Regions from separate parts of the Macaca fascicularis genome. Here region 2 is linked to region 1. Evidence: chromatin contacts called from public Hi-C data. All regions are on one chromosome and are shown on one strand. The core of a region is the stretch at or near the end of the contact, and the rest is flanking DNA. Distances in the headings are between cores, read along the strand shown. Region 1 overlaps PRKAG2 (protein kinase AMP-activated non-catalytic subunit gamma 2). Region 2 overlaps PRKAG2 (protein kinase AMP-activated non-catalytic subunit gamma 2).

What was found. Hi-C and Micro-C count contacts between places; a contact is called where the count stands out from the background.
Region 2: a Hi-C map of liver shows a contact between it and region 1, with 3 times the contacts expected there. The contact joins two enhancer-like sites. A contact is called at or near these places in 2 of 2 Hi-C or Micro-C datasets (liver and skeletal muscle).

What each region holds. Positions count from the first base shown.
Region 1 is chr3:192,907,559-192,911,581 of T2T-MFA8v1.1, reverse strand. PRKAG2 (protein kinase AMP-activated non-catalytic subunit gamma 2) reads left to right here. Exons shown (of 17, transcript XR_012433086.1): 5 at 2,239-2,308. Among named protein-coding and RNA genes, the nearest start is that of RHEB, 110 kb to the right of the region's middle. Within about 2 kb of position 1,316, at least 4 of the 6 cell types and tissues checked have an H3K27ac peak or open chromatin away from gene starts, as enhancers often do. A contact at or near this core is called in liver, where this site is marked.
Region 2 is chr3:193,028,039-193,032,294 of T2T-MFA8v1.1, reverse strand. All of the region lies in intron 3 of PRKAG2 (protein kinase AMP-activated non-catalytic subunit gamma 2), which reads left to right. Among named protein-coding and RNA genes, the nearest start is that of PRKAG2, 120 kb to the left of the region's middle. Within about 2 kb of position 1,659, at least 1 of the 6 cell types and tissues checked has an H3K27ac peak or open chromatin away from gene starts, as enhancers often do. A contact at or near this core is called in liver, where this site is marked.

The DNA.
Region 1 (4,023 bases), core at 67-2,566:
CAAAAAGTTTCATAGTTTTAAGTTCACAATCTAATGTGAACTCATTTTTGTGTAAAACGCAAGGCTTAGGTTGAGGTTTGTTTTTGTATTTTTACCTTTTGATATCCAATTACTCCAGTTCTATTGCCTTTACACCTCCATCAAAAATTGGTTTGCCATGTTTGCATGGGTCTATTTCTGGGTTTTCTATTTATTTCTATTGATTATTAAATCTATTCTTCTGCCAATACCATTGTCTTGATTGCTGTATCTATATAGTTTGCTTTAATATTGAGCTATTTCAAGATTAAAGCATTCTACTGTAGTCCCAGCTATTCGGGAGGCGGAGGCCGGAGAATAGCGTGAACCCAGGAGGCAGAGCTTGCAGTGAGCTGAGGTCGCGCCACTGCACTCCAGCCTGGGTGACAGAGCAAGACTCCGTCTCAAAAAAATAATAAATAAATAAAGAATTCTAGAGCTTGCGCCTTTCCATATATATTTTAGAATAAGCTTATTTATGTTAAAAGAAAAAAAAAACGAATTTGGTAGCAATTGCATTAAACCAAAAGATTAATCTGGGGGAGAACTGTCATTTTTACTGTGTTAGGGCTTCCAACTCAGGAATGTCTCTCCATTTATTAGCTCTTCTCTCATTACATTTTGTGATTTTCAGCATACAGCTACTATACATGGTTTCTTGAGTTTATGCCTAAGTATTAATTTTCTTTGAAGTGATTGTATTAATAAGTGATATTGTTTTAAATATTTTTCCATGTGTTCATTGTTGGTTTGTAGAAATGTGATTGATTTTTCTGTGTTGATCCTGTATGCTATGATCTTACCAAACTCACTAGTTCCAGGAGACTGTTTTCTCTTTTTCTTTTGTAGATTCTTTGGGATTTTGTATGTAGATAACTTATGTTATCTGCATAGGTGTTTTTCTTCCTTTCCAATCTGTATGCGTTTTCTTTCCTTTTCTTGCCTTATTGCAGGGCCTAGTACTTCTAGAACCATGTTGAATAGGGTTAGTGAGAGCAGACACCTTGGCCTGGTTTCTGAACCTCGTAGGGAAAGCAGTCTTTCACTATGAAGTATGATGTCTGCTGTAGCTTTTTACCATGAAACATCTTAGCTTTGTTTTCTTTCTCTCTCCCCACCCCTTTTCTTATTTAAAGGGGTTTAAGATTTAGAGATTGGCGCAAGTAAGATGACAAAGCAAAATGAGAGGCATTTTCAGGACTTCCTCTTTCAGGCCCGGCTTGCAAGAGCGCTAGGGCCAAGCTCCGTTCAGCCCTAATCGGTGCTGGAGCTAATCGCATTCGCGGCTCCAGTGCACTCTGCAGGGATGGGCCGTGGGGCCAGGGACCTCGGTCCCCTCTGGGCCTGTCCTGCCCTTCCAGGCAGCTAGTGGCTGCTGGCCGCGCCGCCTGCCAACCTGAGTTGGCCATAGTAGAGACTCAGATACCCAGCTCCTGAGCGGCCAGGGCCAGATTCAGCGTGTGTACGCTTTTGGCAGCGGTTCCCCAACCGAGAAGACACTCGGCTCGAAGAGAGGACGCGAATTAAGAGTTCCATGTTGGGGGAAAAAAAAATGGATAGCGACAAAGTGCATCTACAATACGTGCAGCCAACGGAACGATTTTTGTTAAGGGGGCCAGGGATGGGCAGTTATATCTAAAATTTGGAAAGGGAAGAGGACAGCGAGAAAGGCTTCCCTAGCTGGCGCCCCGGGGCGTTCTGCAGCCTCCAGCCCCTCTCCCCGCCCCCGCGCCGCAGAGCCCACACCTGCGCAGGTGGAGCCTGCGCGGCCGCCGGTGCTGGGAAGGTGAGCGGCACTGGGGGGCGTGGGAGCGGGGGGGCGGGCCGCGGGCCTCTCCCAGTGGCCGCGCGGAGGGGAGGACGCGGGCCGCGTCCGGAAGGGGGCGCCCCGGGCCCAGGCGCGACCGCCCTCGGGCTCCCGGGTCCCTTCCCACGCTTCCTCCCGGGCGGGCCGTACCAAGGCGCGGGGGGGAGCGGCGTGTCCCACTCGCGGAGGGGCACGCGGGCCGCGGCCGCGCCACCTGCGGCGGCGGCGGCCTCGGGCGGGTGGGGGCCGCGCGCCCGCTCCGCCCCCGGCCCCCGCCGCCCGCGTCCCCCGCCAGGCACCTCCTCCCGGCGGCGCGGCAGAGCCAGGCCCGAGAGCTCGGCCGGCCGCGAGCCCGCCGGCCGGGGACGAGCGCCGCAGCTCATGCTGATCGCTGTCCTCCTCCTCCCCCTCAGGCGGCGCTGGCGGCGGCCCCGGGACCCGCGGAAGCCGGCATGCTGGAGAAGCTGGAGTTCGAGGACGAAGGTGAGTGCGCCCCGCCCGCCGCCGGCCCGGCGCTCCCACGGCCCGGCCGCCCGAGGACCTGGACCCCCGGGGACCCCGCGCCCCGTCTCCGGCGCAGCCCCACGGCGAGTTGCGTCCTGCGGAAGCCCGGGGGCCGGGGCAGGGACCAGGGCGGGGAGGCGGGCGCTGGCGAGCTCGGGCTGCGGGGTACCGGGCGTCCGCGGAGGGGACGCGAGCCGGGCTCCCAGAGCGCAGCCCGCAGCCAGGCATCCGCACGGATGGGCGGCCCTTTTGTCCTTACTCGCAGAACTCGAATTAGAGCAAGGTGTCAGGGAGCGCTAATTGTTTGTGCTTGTCACCATGCACTCGGAGGCAACCCCGAATCATACCCACAGTCCAGACCCTTAATCGTAGACTGGTGCCCTTATCTGTGCCTGTGAAGATACCACCGGCAGGGTGTGTCTTCTTTTTTAATGGGGAAAGTTAAATAGGAAAACCTGAAGAGGCTTATTGAATCGGTGTTGAGTTCAGGCGACCCTCTCACTCCGTCATTTCTGTCGCCTCTCCTCTCGGTTGTTTTTTTCCCTCTCCTGTCTTCTTGTGTCTTACAGGTAAATAACTTGGATCTTATCTTGAGGCTGTCAACATTTGAAAGGCACGAGGTCGTTCTTTGGCAAAATTAATATTTAAAATGGAATGTGACGAGCTTTCACCAGGATCTTATTTTGAAGCTGTTAACATTTGAAGGGGATGAGCTTGCTCTTATGCAAAATTAATATGTAAAATGAAATGTGATGAGCTCAAAGTCGGGAAAGAACTTTATATAAGATGCTTGACAATTCGAGGACTTGAAAAGGCCTTCTTCACACTGTCTTGTGTGCTTCCATTATTTATTTAGCAACTTCTCTTTTTTCCGGGAGTATGGATAGAATAAAGCTCTCGAGACAAAGAATGTGCCATGTGGATGCTGTCCCTTGTGCCAACTTTACTTTAATACCTCTGTTCATTCACAGTCAGGCAATTACTTAAATAAGCCTGCACAGCCAGCATGGACGTGTTAACCCAATAGAATTAGCCGGGTGCCTGTTATCTTTTAGATTCACTGCAGCATTTCACAAACACGTTAGCTGGAAGAGAATACGTTCATAGTCATTGTCATTAAAAGTGTTTGTCCATATTTATTGGTAACAAATGATGCATTTCAGAATTTTACTGGACTTAATTTGCATTTCATCCTACAGAAAAATAATCCAGGGTCTTCATTCGAACCCATCTCACTATTCCTCACTTTTATTATATTGCAGGCCAAATCTTGGCCACTGTCCACAGGGTGGAATGGTGTGCCCGTTCCATGAGACTTTGAATGTCTAAATCACCAGGGTTTTGTCTCTCGTGTTAGTAAGAATGACAGTCTTTTACATTTACAATTTTTGCATGTTAACAGGGAGGCAAGAAGAGACTAGAGAGCAGCTTCTGTTCGAGAGGAACCGCTACTACTTATTTAGCTGTGTGACCTTGGACAAGTTACTTAACCTCTCTGTGCCTTGGTTTTCTCATATCTAAAATAGAGCTAATATCAGGGTTTTGAGGATTAAATGAGACAATCCATATCATGGCATTTAAAAACAGTGTAAACCCATAGTGAGTACTTCATAAATGTTAGTTACTATTATTGCTTAAGTGCCATTAAGCTTGTACTGAATTCATGAGCTTTTTAAGACTTTTAGTAATGAATC
Region 2 (4,256 bases), core at 410-2,909, 120 kb before region 1:
GTCCCTTCATTGGGAACAGCTCCTCAGTCCTGTCTCATCTGTCACGACCTGAGCCTTTTTCAGGGAGACACAGGCCAGTTCTTGTGTCGCCTGCCCTTGGCTTTGCGTTTGCCTGACATTTCCTCACCATCAGAGCCAGCCTGCACCCTCAGGAGGGCGTCCATCTGTCCATGTGCTGCCCTGGGCTTCCGCATCTCAGCCCGGGCACCCGATACGGCCGCGACACCTTCCCGGTGAAGTGGGTGCCAGTCACCTGGTGAAGGGGGTGTCTGCCGCTATAAAGTTCTCTACTTGAATAAAGTACTTCCCCCTTGTCACCAGTCAGGGTTTCAGGGGAAGCTGCTTTGGGATTGTGTAAATATCTTCTTTCTCCTCAGACTTTCACTTGCTAGTTTTAGGATCGATCCATATTTCTTGCCTGAATTGTTACTATAGTAATTACAGTACTATAATTAGTATAGTAATTACCAAAAAGTGATTATCTAAATTTATCATGAATTCTACATTGACTAGTGGAGCTCCTGAGAACCTGCTTTCAGGGACAGAGAATGGCCATGTCCTCTGTGAAATGCTCTGCAGCTTACAGGATATTTTTGCTATTCTATCTCATTTAATCACCTTGAAACCCTGTAAAATGGTCTCTCTTATGGGAGAAATGTGGAAGAATAAACTAGCTCAGAATTGCATGCCAGTGGGTGAACTGATGTTGCTTTAGGGTTCTATGTTTGACCTAGGTGTTTTAAACCTTTCTACCTGTCACCTTGTTTTCAAATATATTTCACTGTAAGAAGAAACAGATCTGAGGCAAACTTCAGCTCAGCCCCCCTCATAATCTAAGCTAGGGGTTTCCTCATGAGTGACATGCAGGAGCAGGTGGATTGCTCTGTGACCGGCCCAAGTCCGGACACTGGAAATCCTGCCCCGTCACCTGGAAGTCAGAGACCACAGATCAAACTGGCTTTCTGCTGAGCCCGGGAGTTAACCGGGTCCTTCTCCAAGGCTTCGGTGCATTCCCAGCTCACTTCAGCATTTGTAAGAGAATTGAATAACTTAAAGAGAATTAAACAGAAAACCCAAATGGCTGGCCTGCAGAGTTTCCGAATCTGGTTTTCAGAAACCGTTGCCTGGTGGCCCCCGTTGAGCCAAGGGCTCAGCTTCTGGGCCATGGAGCAGCTGGAATCAGGGCAGGTTCTTGCTGGTGGAGCCTTCAGAGCTCTTGGCCTGGTGTGCTCTTGGATGCTGAGCAACTGCAGGGATGCCAGGCACCGTGAGAAGGGACTGCAAAGGGCCCCACCGAGCCCTCATGGGGGAATGTGATGCCCCTTCAAGATTTTAAGGAGATCCAGGGATTTCTTACTTTTTGGGTGCTGCATTTCGGCATGCTAAAAATAATTATTGCGATTGTTTTTCTCCTTTTTAGTACTTATCTGTGTTTTTAAAATCAAGATACCCTGTTGTCTCTGCCAGTTCTCAGTGGCGTTAGATGTCGCTGGTGTGAGTGGAGCTGTGTGAGCTGAGGTGCTTTGTCTCTGCCAAAACAATCACCCTCTTGTCACTCAGAGACTCAGGCTCCAGTTCCTGTGGTCACCACGAGGCTGTGCGTGACCATGAGTGTGTCGGGCTGACGTGGAACAGAGGCATGGGGGCCTGAGTCAGGACGGAGGGTGCTCCACAGAGGTGCCGGCTCATAAACACCTCCTGGGGCAGGGACGGGGAGGCCCCAGAGAGGCGATGTGGCGATCTCAGAGTCAAGTGCAGCAGTGACCTTTAGAACTTTCCATGAAATATGACACAGTATTTTGCAACCAGCAGGAGAGCTCTAGCAAATATGTGCTAACGCGTGTTGCTGCTCCCCGGCCTGGAGGGGACCCGTGCCCTCTTACATAATGAGATGTGGTTTGGAATGCAGCCGTGCAGGGGACTGCGTGCTTTTCAGGTACTGCCTCGTGATCCACAAAGGTTCAGGAGGAGCCGGAAGTGTTTGAGTGGTGCGTCCTCACCTGCTTCTGCAGCGGTCTACCCAAAAAGTCACCCTCTTGTCACTCAGAGACTCAGGCTCCAGTTCCTGTGGTCACCAGGAGGCTGTGAGTGACCTTGAGTGTGTCGGAGCAGGGGCAGCCCGGCTCCTGATGCCCCCCGGATGAGGAACCAGCAGAGCCAGCATCAACCCCCACAATCCCACAGGCTGCCCGCAGATACTGGGCAAATCGTTGAGCACCTCTGAACTCTTGGGTTTTAAAACAATTTTAGTTCTTGAGCTGAATAGTCGTGGCTGGCCTCCCTACCATACAGCACGGTTGAGAAGAATGTAGGAAACCACTGTGGGCAAAGTCTCCAGCTCTGTACAACTGCAGGGTGCGGGTGACTAGGGTTCCCGCTGCCCTGCTCTGCTGGCAGATCTCTCCGTCAGCCGCACTGATTCTGTCTGTGCGGTGCTCCCAGGCCTCAGCAGCCCTGCCCTGGGAAGCGCCAGTCTCATGAATGAATGGAGGCGTGTGGAGGGAGGGTGGTTACACCGAGTCTCAGTGACTCTTCTCTCATCTGGGTCCCCAGTGACAACTTCAAGGAAACTATTTGCAGCTTCACATAACATGCAAAGTGGCTTCGATGAGAAGGAAAGCTTGGGGTCTTTTTGAAAATTTGGTTTTGATATAATTGGAAGTCCAGAGATAGGGTGAGCTTCAAGGGGCTTGACCCTGTCGTTATTCATGGGCTGCCTGGAGGAGGAGGCAGTTTGGCCTGATGAGGCCCTCGGCTCTCAGACACCCACTGCAGGGGTGGGGTGGGGAACAAGTGGAGGCTGGGCGCCAACCATGGTGTCTGCAACAGAGACCCAGAGTCCCATTCACCAGGTGACAAGCCTGGGGTGGGGCTCCAACCTGCAGCCTGGACTAGCACCAGGTTAGTGGGACAACATGTGCCACATGTCCTAGCACTTCTCCCATGCCATTGGAATGTGGCCCCCGGGGCACCGGTGGAGAACCTCCAGCAATTAAAGGGTTTACTCACATGTTTTGGGTCACCAGAGTTTGGGGGTGGGGGTTACATATCAGAGCCACAGGAGCGCCGTCACGTCTCTCTCGTGGAAGGGTGGACACCTTCGCGCCATTTATCCTAATGCACAGGAAGCAGGGGTGACCACGCTCCATCTGCGAGCCCATCTGCAATTCCCCTGACTTCTCCTTCCTCACCTCTCTCGCCCCCAGCTCCGCTGTGTAGTGCACAGTCTGGCTGTGGAATGTTTTGCAGCATCCAGATGGGGGTGCTGATGCACCTGGTAGAATCCAAGTATTAGAGTGAACGGGACCCAGTGCCATGGCCTCCTGCAGCCCAGCCCTGGCTGGCCAAGCCTGAAGCCCTGCCGAGGGCAGGGGAACAGTCAGCACAAACTCCCTGGCTCCAGAACAGCCGCCAAAGTGTCCCCCAGGAACACGACATGCTGCTCCCAGGGCTGCCGAGCCCTGGCCCACCGTGCTGCTCCTGAGTCACCTGGAGGAACTCAGTAAGCGCTCTTTTCCTTTCTTCTGTGGGTGAGATCCCTGCCATGGGGGAGCTTTCAGTCTCACTGGGGAGAAAATTAAACCAAAAGCCAGAAAACAATGAAGCACACTAACAGTGTGAAACGCCTCGTGGTGGTGTTCTTCCACACTGTTTTATTTTTCGAGTTGTCAAAGGTAGGTTTGTAGTCAGAAATCTAAAGAACAGCCACCAGAAGACACATGTAAAGAACATGCGTTGAATGAGCTGAGCTCTGATGTCACCCCTTCCCAGATCTTACAAACCTAGTGTTGGAATGGTGACCTGGAAGCCTTGGCCACACAGCACGGGGCATTGCTAAGAGATAAAGGCATCTGGCACCCCAGTTACCTGGTCCCGTGCCAGGCTTTGGGTTGCAGCACCAACCAGGGGTGTGAGTTTTAAACTGTGATCCAAAAAGGCCCTGGCCCTTTTAAAATACATTAGAAAATACGGTTCCTATTTGGGAGCCATTCGTTCCTTCCTTTTTCAGCCCCTCCCTTCAAAAAAGAATTCTGAGTGTGGAAAGCATTCTGTCAGAACGAACTCTGAGCGGAGTCACAGGTGTGGCAGCGAGTTTCCCCTGTATTCATGTGGGACCAGCGGCTGGCGGAAACAGAAGAGGGGGTTTGGTGTCCCTGTCCACCTGTGAGTGGTCAACTTTCCCCCGCCCACATGTGCCAAAGAACGGGTCCTTAGCCCCTGCCCTGCAATGGGAAGGCGCCACCTCTCCCAGCCCA